2 separate regions of the Danio rerio genome follow, and region 2 is linked to region 1. A link is a contact called in public HiCAR-type data. All regions are on one chromosome and are shown on one strand. The core of a region is the stretch at or near the end of the contact, and the rest is flanking DNA. Distances in the headings are between cores, read along the strand shown.

What was found. HiCAR-type assays count read pairs that join an accessible place to other places.
Region 2: a contact with region 1 is called in a HiCAR-type map of caudal fin, with 9 times the contacts expected there. The contact joins two enhancer-like sites. A contact is called at or near these places in 4 of 18 Hi-C or Micro-C datasets (caudal fin, embryo and hematopoietic stem cells) and 1 of 4 datasets of contacts at active chromatin or transcription factors (caudal fin).

The regions. Positions count from the first base shown.
Region 1 is chr17:33,868,212-33,872,841 of GRCz12tu, reverse strand. No RefSeq gene overlaps it. Among named protein-coding and RNA genes, the nearest start is that of adam12b, 9.9 kb to the left of the region's middle. Within about 2 kb of position 2,506, at least 7 of the 62 cell types and tissues checked have an H3K27ac peak or open chromatin away from gene starts, as enhancers often do.
Region 2 is chr17:34,032,590-34,037,219 of GRCz12tu, reverse strand. It overlaps adam12b (ADAM metallopeptidase domain 12b), which reads right to left. Exons shown (of 22, transcript XM_073928656.1): 21 at 289-443; 22 at 1-206. The coding sequence ends at 167. All of the region lies in intron 2 of LOC141378615 (a long non-coding RNA gene), which reads left to right. Among named protein-coding and RNA genes, the nearest start is that of dhx32b, 13 kb to the left of the region's middle. Within about 2 kb of position 2,494, at least 6 of the 62 cell types and tissues checked have an H3K27ac peak or open chromatin away from gene starts, as enhancers often do.

The DNA of each region.
Region 1 (4,630 bases), core at 1,257-3,756:
CTACAGATGACAGACAACCCGAGTTCAATTCCTGGCTCATTCAGGCATCAAGGTGGCGCAGTGGGTAGCCTAATTGCCTCACAGCAAGAAGGTCGCTGGTTCGACTCCCGGCTGGGTCAGTTGGCATTTTTGTGTGGAGTTTGCATGTTCTCCTCGTGTTCGCATTGGTTTCCTCCAAGTGCTCCGATTTCCCCCACAGTCCAAAGACAAGCTAAATTGGCTGCAGTGTACGGGCGTGAAAGAGTGTGTATGGGTGTTTCCCAGTGCTGGGTTGCGGCAGGAAGGACATCGGCTGCGTAAAACAAAAGCTTGATAATTTGGAGGTTGATTCCGCTGTGGCGACCCCAGATTAATAAAGGGACTAAGCTGAAAAAAATATATATGATTGAACATTTAAATGATTCGACAAGCTAAAAACTATATTGTAAATTCATTCATTCATTTTCTTATGCTTTAGTCCCTTTATTATTCTGGGGTCGACACAGCGGAACGAACCGCCAACTTATCCAGCATATGTTTTATGCAGCGAATGCCCTTCCAGCTGCAATCCCTCTCTGGAAAAGCCATGCACACTCATTCACAACAGACAATTTAGCCCCAATTTACCTGTACAGCTTGTCTTTTGTCTTTGTGGGAACACCCGGAGGTAACCCACATGATTGCGGGGAGAACATGCAAACTTCACACAAACGCCAACTGACCCAGCCGAGGCTCGAACCAGCGACATCCTTGCTGTGAAGCAACAGCACTACCTACTGCGCCACCGCATCGCCCTATAGTGTCTATCTGACCAAATTTTACATAGAAAGCAGGATTCAATCTGCGATTAGGTACTTCCTAAGTCTGCTATTCCATTATAACATATTTGCAAATATTGGAACTATAGTGTTTAGAACAACAGGTCTCAACCTGTAATTAAAAGTACAGATCATCCCTTATATAAGATAAGGAGTTAAATAGATCATGAAGATCAGCAAAATTCACAAGTTAACATGCAGTATACACTCAAAGAACTGACATTTACTGTTTTTACAAGTTACTCATTTGTATTGAACTAAAACAACACAAATCTTGAGTTTGTTTGGCACAACTTAATTGTTTATTGTTCAATCCACTTACATTCATAAATAAGAATAAGTTAACTGAATTCCTTCAAGTTGTCTTAATACAAAATGATTGTGTGGAACCCAGCATTTTTTACAGTGAGGTCTATATATTTAATTTATTCATTTTCTTTTCGGCTTAGTCCCTTTATTAATCTAGGGTTGCCACAGCGGAATGAACCATCAAATTATATTTTACGCAGCGGATGCCCTTCCTGCTGCAACCCATCTCCGGGAAACATCCATACACACTCATTCACACTCATGTGAGGCGACAGCACTACTGCGCCACCGCGTCACCCCATCTTTCATTCATGTACAAATTATTATTTAACTTAATCTTTTGCCTTGTTTAGTTGTTTTTTTACACTAAATTTTGCAGATACTGATAGCTTGGTCTATGCTTGTTGATGGCCAATTAAAGAAGAGTTTGTTTTAATTATGAATGCTGGATATTTATAATACAAAACACACACAAAGTAAAATTAAATAAATGTAAAACATGGATTTTCCTTTCTTTTTATTATTAATTACACAACTAAACCTCTTATTTGTACAGGGAAAACCGCTGAATTAAACAAAAATAACAAAGCAATTCTTAGATGTCATGTTCATAATCTACTGTATTTTTAATCTCAACCATTCTACACTCAAAAAAATGAAGTTTGCTGTTTGTTCAAACTACTTATTAAAAATAAGCTAAAACAACACAATTCTTGAGTTTTTTTTTTGGACAACTTACTTGTTTTATGTTCAATTAACTTAAATGAGTAATAACTAATGAGCTGACAGTATGCCTTTATATTGATTGTGTGGAACCCAGCATGTTTTTACAGTGTAATAAGTAGAATTTATCACTCCACTATCTAGATAACAGTTTTAACCAATGTGCTTTGAACAATGTATGTGTGACAGTCCAGGAAACCACCATTAATTGCTAGTTTCACCAGCAATTCAACATACTTTGATAGTTAAACAGTCTAGAGTCTTATTAGTGGCTTTATACTGTACTATCAAACATGCTCATTCAATCACACAGCATGGACACACACATGCATCCATACATCATGTGGATTCACCCCATGCAGGTCCAGTACAAGGTATTTTATATTTAGAACAATGCATCAGAAAGCCAAGCTCTGCTCTCAGGAGGGAGCTGCAAAGGTCTTGCTCGTCTTCAGTTCTTCGCCTCAGGCAAGGAGAGCGCGGGGATATGAATCTTGTGAACAGGCACTTCCCTCAGTCACCATGTCTTTGAAGAATCTGATCCAGAAGTTTCTGTGGAGAAACAGGAGAGGAAACTTTTAGCAGAACTGCAACCATCCGAGCAGCCTCGTCTACAGAGCACACTCAGGTCAAGTGCTGGAGAAATGAGGGGGAAGTGACTGTGTAATCTACTGATTACCCAGAATTCTCCCCGCCTGTCCCCCTGGGTGGCGAATGTCCCCCGGGAGCAATGATAACCTGCTATCTGTGCTCCAACCACACATCATGCTATCATGCCGGCTTCCTGCTTGGAGGTATTCATTTTATTTTCTGCCTGGCTGTCTTGTCCTTGGCTATCTTTTTTATGCCGAGTTCAGTCAGTTGCTGCAGAATAACCTGCACATTTTGTGTAGATTAGAAATAGTTGAAAATGTTTTTTATGAAAAACAAACTTTTGTTATAAAATGGTGACATTTTATGTCCCTAAGAAATAGTTTGTCTGGTATATTCAAGCACATTCATTCTGTTTAAATGAAGTATATGAAGAACTGGTTTTATGTAAGTCAAAGTATTATATTAGATCAATGAACTAACCTCTTGGTATTAATTTACAATATACCAAGAACATTTTAGTATACAAAAATCAAGTAGAAACAAGTACAGAAATATTTTTGAATGCAGAAAATGAGATGTTAAGCAGATGAGTTATGGATTATTTTTCCATACAGTGACGATGTGATTGAAAAAACTGATTAGCAACTACTTTTGGGTTTTATTAAATAAAAGTTGTTGTCAGTTGAAATTAACATATAACTTGAATATTCTAAAGCGTTTAAAGCATTCATTTTCACAAGTGTTGTAGTTTATGTCCCTTTTACTTTGAATTCATTTGAGCGTAATAAAATGTTTCAAATTAGCCAATATTAAATGTTTTTGAAATATATAATAAAAAAGTAAAACTACTACAAAATAACAACTTAGATTAAAGAAACTCAATAAACCCATTTATAATTGCCAAGGCTGAATTTATTTGATTATTATTATTAGCATTATTTGCCATGATCAAAAATAAACTGGACCCAAGTGTTAGTGCATTCTTTCGTTTTCCTTTGGCTTAGTCCCTTTATTCAATAGGGGTTGCCTCAGTGGAATTAACTGCCAGCTTATCCAGCATATGTTTTACACAGCAGATGCCTTTCCAGCTGCAACCCAGTACTGGGAAACACCTATACACACTTATTCAACATGGTTAAATTAGTTTATTCAGTTCACCTATACCTCATGTGGGTGAAGCTGGAGCACCCAGAGGAAACCCATGCCAACACAGGGAGAACATGCAAACACCACACAGAAATGCCAACTGTCCCAGCTGAGACTCGAACCAGTGACCTTCTTGCTGTGAGGCGACAGTGCTAACCACTGAGCCACCATATTGTCCAGTATGAGGGCAAAAAAGTAAAAAACAATTAACCTCCTCCTTCCCTGCAGAGACAGGTCGTCAACATGACGTCATATTGACGTTGTACCCCAATGTAACCCAACGTGGTGGGGAGGTTGGATTTTGTTTGGAAATGAAAATCGGGTTGACATCCGAACCCAACTTCGAGCGACCTCAATGTCCAATGTCCAACCTAAAATCCACCTAAAATCAACCAAATATCAACGTCTACTCATGTTACACCTTGACGTTGTGTGGACATTACCACTATGACATCGATCAGACGTTGGATTTTGGTGACTTTCCAACACAACCTAAAATCAACCAAATATCAACGTAATTTGATGTAATTATTGGACATGAAAATAACGTCCTTAGACGCTGGCTAGACATTGAATTTTGGTCACCTGAAGTCATAAATCTAAATTAATATTGATGTCTTATGATGTTGTGTGCCTGCTGGATCAGAGTCTAGTGATGCAGCTGGACAAAAGTGGTGCAGACAATAGTCCAAAAGATCAGGAAATATGCAGAGAAAACAGAATCCAGATAAACAAGCCCATCTAAAGATGAACTGAATGCAGGTAGTCCAGACGGCAGACAGACAAGGACATGAACAACAATGAACTGATAACAAACCACTGCAACACCGTCTAGATAAGCAGAGGAACAAGCTACAGCTGTGTGCGCTGATGAGCAAGTCAGCTGATCGTAAGCATACTGACAGTTCCAATGAAAACACAGAGACACGCACTAAAAACTGTAATATTGTGGATTTGTGTTAATCATTTGTGTAAATCTGAATCTGAATCAGCAGCCATTACCATTGATTATTATTTATTGTTATATACAATCCTTTAGAAATAATGACAGTATTCTTTTT
Region 2 (4,630 bases), core at 1,245-3,744, 160 kb before region 1:
ACGAACACCTTTCTTTTTTTTATTTTTTTTTGAGGAGGCGCAGCACCAAGGTGTCCGGTCAGCCTCTTCTCTGCAGGGGGGTCACATCGTCCAACAGAGTTTCATAGTGCAAAACAAGTGTGTTCAGATGCTGGTGAGGTTCACCCAGTGCTCTGGTGTCCATATGTCAGTGATCATAAAAAGGCTGTGGTAATCTGGGCAGAGGTCTAAAGTGTAGCAAAAAATAAAAAGAGTTAAATTTCATGAATAAATGTGTGCTTTTGTCAACAACATCACAGTGGGACTGACCTGTTGGGCAGTGGTATGGAGGGAGGGGGTCGTGGTACTGTTGGAATCGGGATGGCCAGAGGTGCGGGTATCCTTACATTTCGCCCCATCCCGTGGCTTCTGATTAAGGGATCTGCAGGAAGGGGTTTCTGAGGTGGACTGGGCATGTCGTGATCCTACAAATGAAAACAAATAGAATTAAGTGGCGCAGTGGGTAGCACGTTCACCTCAGAGCAAGAAGGTCGCTGGTTCGAGCCTCGGCTAGGTCAGTTGGCATTTCTGTGTGGAGTTTGAATGTTCTCCCCGTGTTCGTGTGGGTTACCTCCGGGTGCTCCAGTTTCCCCCCACAAATTGGGCAGGTAGTGTATGTGTGTGAATGAGTGTGTGTGGATGGAGTGTGTGTGGACCTAACTACTTACTATTTTTAAATGAATAATGTATTAATAATTTATGTCTAAATTACAATGCTGAAAACGTGTAAACTAATAATGCACACTCATATTCCTCTTCTTCCCCTAATAACTTTTTGGGGGTATTTTTCACATTTCATTTAAGAACCTACAGATCTGGATAGAATTAAGAGACCACTTTAAAGATATTATGGATTCTCTTGGTTTGCTAATAATATGTACAGTTGAAGTCAGAATTATTAGCCTCCTTGAATTAATAGTGCCATTAGTGCCAATAGTGATTTTTTACAACACATTTTTAAACATAATAGTTTAATAACTCATTTCTAATAACGGATTTATTTGATATTTTCCATGATGACAGTAAATAATGTTTTACTAGATGTTTTTTCAGACACTTCTATACAGCTTAAAGTAACATTTAAAGGCGAATAATTTTTACCCTAAAATGGCTTCAAAAAAAAAAAAAAATGTATTTTTTCTAGCCAAAACAAAACATTTAAGACTTTCTCCAGAAGAAAAAAAACATTATCAGACACACTGTGATTTTTTTGCTCTACTGTTTGTGTTTTGAGTAAAATATTCACTTGTTTTTTTATTTTATTTTGTAATTTCAAAAAAGGAATATTATCATTTAGAAGAATATTTGGTAAAGCTGCGCACTCCAAATGAATAATAATACAATGAAATACAAAACTCTATAATTTAATCCCAAATATTTAGGCTATATTTTGAAATGTACAGATCTTAAAACCTTGTGGTTATAATTATTTAACACTTTACCTACCCCACCAAAAAAAAAAAAAAAAAAAAAAAAAATGTTTGTATTGCATATCTTAATCTTAATGTTGCTAGTCAACACACTCGATGCACTTTTTTTTCACCATACCATAATTTCTAAAATATCAACCCCAGTTTAGGGTAAGAGTACCGGGCTTAATATGTATACTATGAAAAATTTGAAAATATGAAGTCTAAGACTGATTTTTTTTTTTTAAATATCAATCTTTATTTTTTTAAGTATTCCATAAAATATTACAGATTCTCATTTAACATGCTTTTTTTTTTTTTTTTTTTTTTTTTTTTTACAATAAAACCAAAATCAAGTGTAGTAGTGCAACAGGATTATGTTGTTGTTATGTTGTTTTTTGTAAACCAAAAATGCTGTGTGTGTAAACCATTATTTACAACAGTTATTCTTTAAATGACTTAAAACTCACTATTTAAAACAGTAAAAACATGGTCAACCGTTTGGTATAGGGGCAGTCAGAGGGTAAATACTGTGCCGAAAAAGGCCTGTGAATCAAAAGGACTATAAAATAACCTTGTGTAAATAGTGCAAGCATCAAATTTCCACTAGATGGCGTTGTAATTTCACTCATAATCCTAAAAAACCAGGCTGGCAACAAAAGACAAAAAACTCACTTCTTTCCCACTATCGCCAACACCCGATTCACCCATACCAAAGTCAAGAGGTCATCATATGTTACCAATTTACCGGGACGATGAGCTCATAGGCACAGCTGTCACCTTTTCACAGCTGTACAGCCTTGTTTTGAGGAAAACAAATGAGAAACTGAACAACAAAACGCTGAGACAACAGAATTACTCACTTCTGTGTCTTTCCGAAAACGGCATTTTGCTCACGTGCAGTTAGCTCTACCCATTGCACTGTATGGAAGTGATTTATTCCTGTAAAAACATCATCCTAGAGAAAGCAATGTCATTATGGCAATACAAGAGCTTTTAATCACGAGCTCGCGGTGGTGTGTCGAGCCGTGAGGCCAATTTGTGAGAACAGAGTAAGTGTTTCATGGCTCCCCGAGTAAATGTGAACTCATTCGGCTAGAAAAGGGCACTCAAGAGCACTAAACAAACCATGGTGGTTTGGTATGTAAGGGACTTTAATATGAATGGCTGCAGTGAGGTATTTCAGTATAGAAAGCTTGCAATCTGTCAGTCAAGTGTTTTGTGTTGCATAGCTACAGTACAGAACTCTGAAAGGCTTTTCAAATAGCACTGCTGGACAGCAAAATGTGTTATGGTATTAAAGACATACAGTTATGAGGAAAAAATATTGACATATTAAAAACTTGAAAACACTGAAAATTTTGTCTGTATTTGGGTCATTATTAAAATAAAGTGCCTTGATGTACCACAAGATTGAATCAGTTCTTTATCAAAATAATTCAAAATAATGAAATTCTGATGTTTTAATATAATTGTTTAAACATTTACACACTTGCAGGTAGAATTATAAGTGTTATGAAATGTGTTTTTGCAAAAACACATCCAGTCAGAGAAAGAATAGTGCAAAAAATTGACAATGTCCCACACACTGCTCAGCCAACTTCAGTGAGACTAAGTAGGTAGATTAGATACAATTAAAAAGATTATTATCTTATTATCTTTAACAAGTAATTTGATAAAATAAGTCATTTTGATAACATTAGTAATCATTTTGCACGTGTGCTTGAAATTGCTGTCCACCTTGTCATGATGTAGTAAAGCCCCTTTAAGACACCCTCTGATGTACTCGTTGGCATCCCCATGCTCATTTTGCCTTTCTTCAGAGGTTAAAACATCTGATGTGCACACAGTAACTATCCACACTTAGCTTCCTATTTTTTCTCACATTGTGTTTGAAACTTAATGTTTTGAAGCTAAACATGTCCACCCGGTCATGGTTAAAGTATTTATTAATAATAATAATAATAATAATAATAATAAAAGAAACAGAAATTAAAAATACATTTACCTATGTGGTTAAATAAAAATAAAAATAAAAAGTTTGAGATTTTTTATGTCTCAAAGGCACTATATAGTGATAATGACCCATTTACTTAATTTATTAGTTATGAGTAGGCTCACACGGAATCTGCACGTGCAGAAATATGCAGATTTTTAGCCCATCATTGAGTCTATTTATTTACTTGTGTAAATTTATATTTATTCAGTTTTTAATTACTTTCACTAATATTGTTGTGATATAATAGAAATATTAAAATGTTCATATGATTTATTTACAATACAGTTTGTAGAGTGATATGTTCTGTCATTTAGTAAATATGTTATAGGAGAGACTTGCTTTGTTTACCAAATAAGTGGCTCTATATGAATTTGCATTGTAAACCTTAAATACAAGTTAAAAGTGTATTATGGCGACGCAGTGGCACAGTAGGTAGTGCTGTCGCCTAACAGCAAGAAGGTCACTGGTTCAAGCCTCAGCTGGCTCAGTTGGCATTTCTGTGTGGAGTTTGCATGTTCTCCCCACGTTTGCGTGGGTTTTTTCCGGGTGCTCTGGTTTCCCCCACAGTCCAAAGACATGTGGTACAGGTGAATTGGGTAGGCTAAATTGTCCGTAGTGTATGTGTGTGAATGAGAGTGTATGGATGTTTCCCAGAGATGGGTTGCAGCTGGAAGGGCATAAGCTGCGTATAACATATGCTGGATAAGTTGGCGGTTCGTTCCGCTGTGGCGACCAAAGATTAATAAAGGGACCAGCCCAAAAAGAAAATGTATGAAAATGTATTAAGTTTTTTTGTTTTGATGCTTCCAAAATCATTCCGCACATATCCACAAACTTTTTACTTTTTTCTCAGCAGAAATAGGAAAAAATGTCACAGATTCTGCCTGGCCCTAGTTATGGGTTTGATAAAATTTTTTTTACGATTTGTCATAACATTTATTCCAAATTTCAAGTAAGATATTGTCATTCCAATTAGTCAAAATAACAAATGTTTTATATGTTGTGATTGAAAATCAGGGTAAATCCACCCAGTATTAAGTTCCTAACTGAATCATTTGTATAACGTTATCGAAAAAAAATATATATATATATATAAACATGCCTGAAAACTTTTCTTATTTAAATAATAGAATGCTCTTGATAACCTTTTTGGTCCCACTTTATATTAAGTAGCCTCAACTACTATGCACTTCAAAAAAATAAA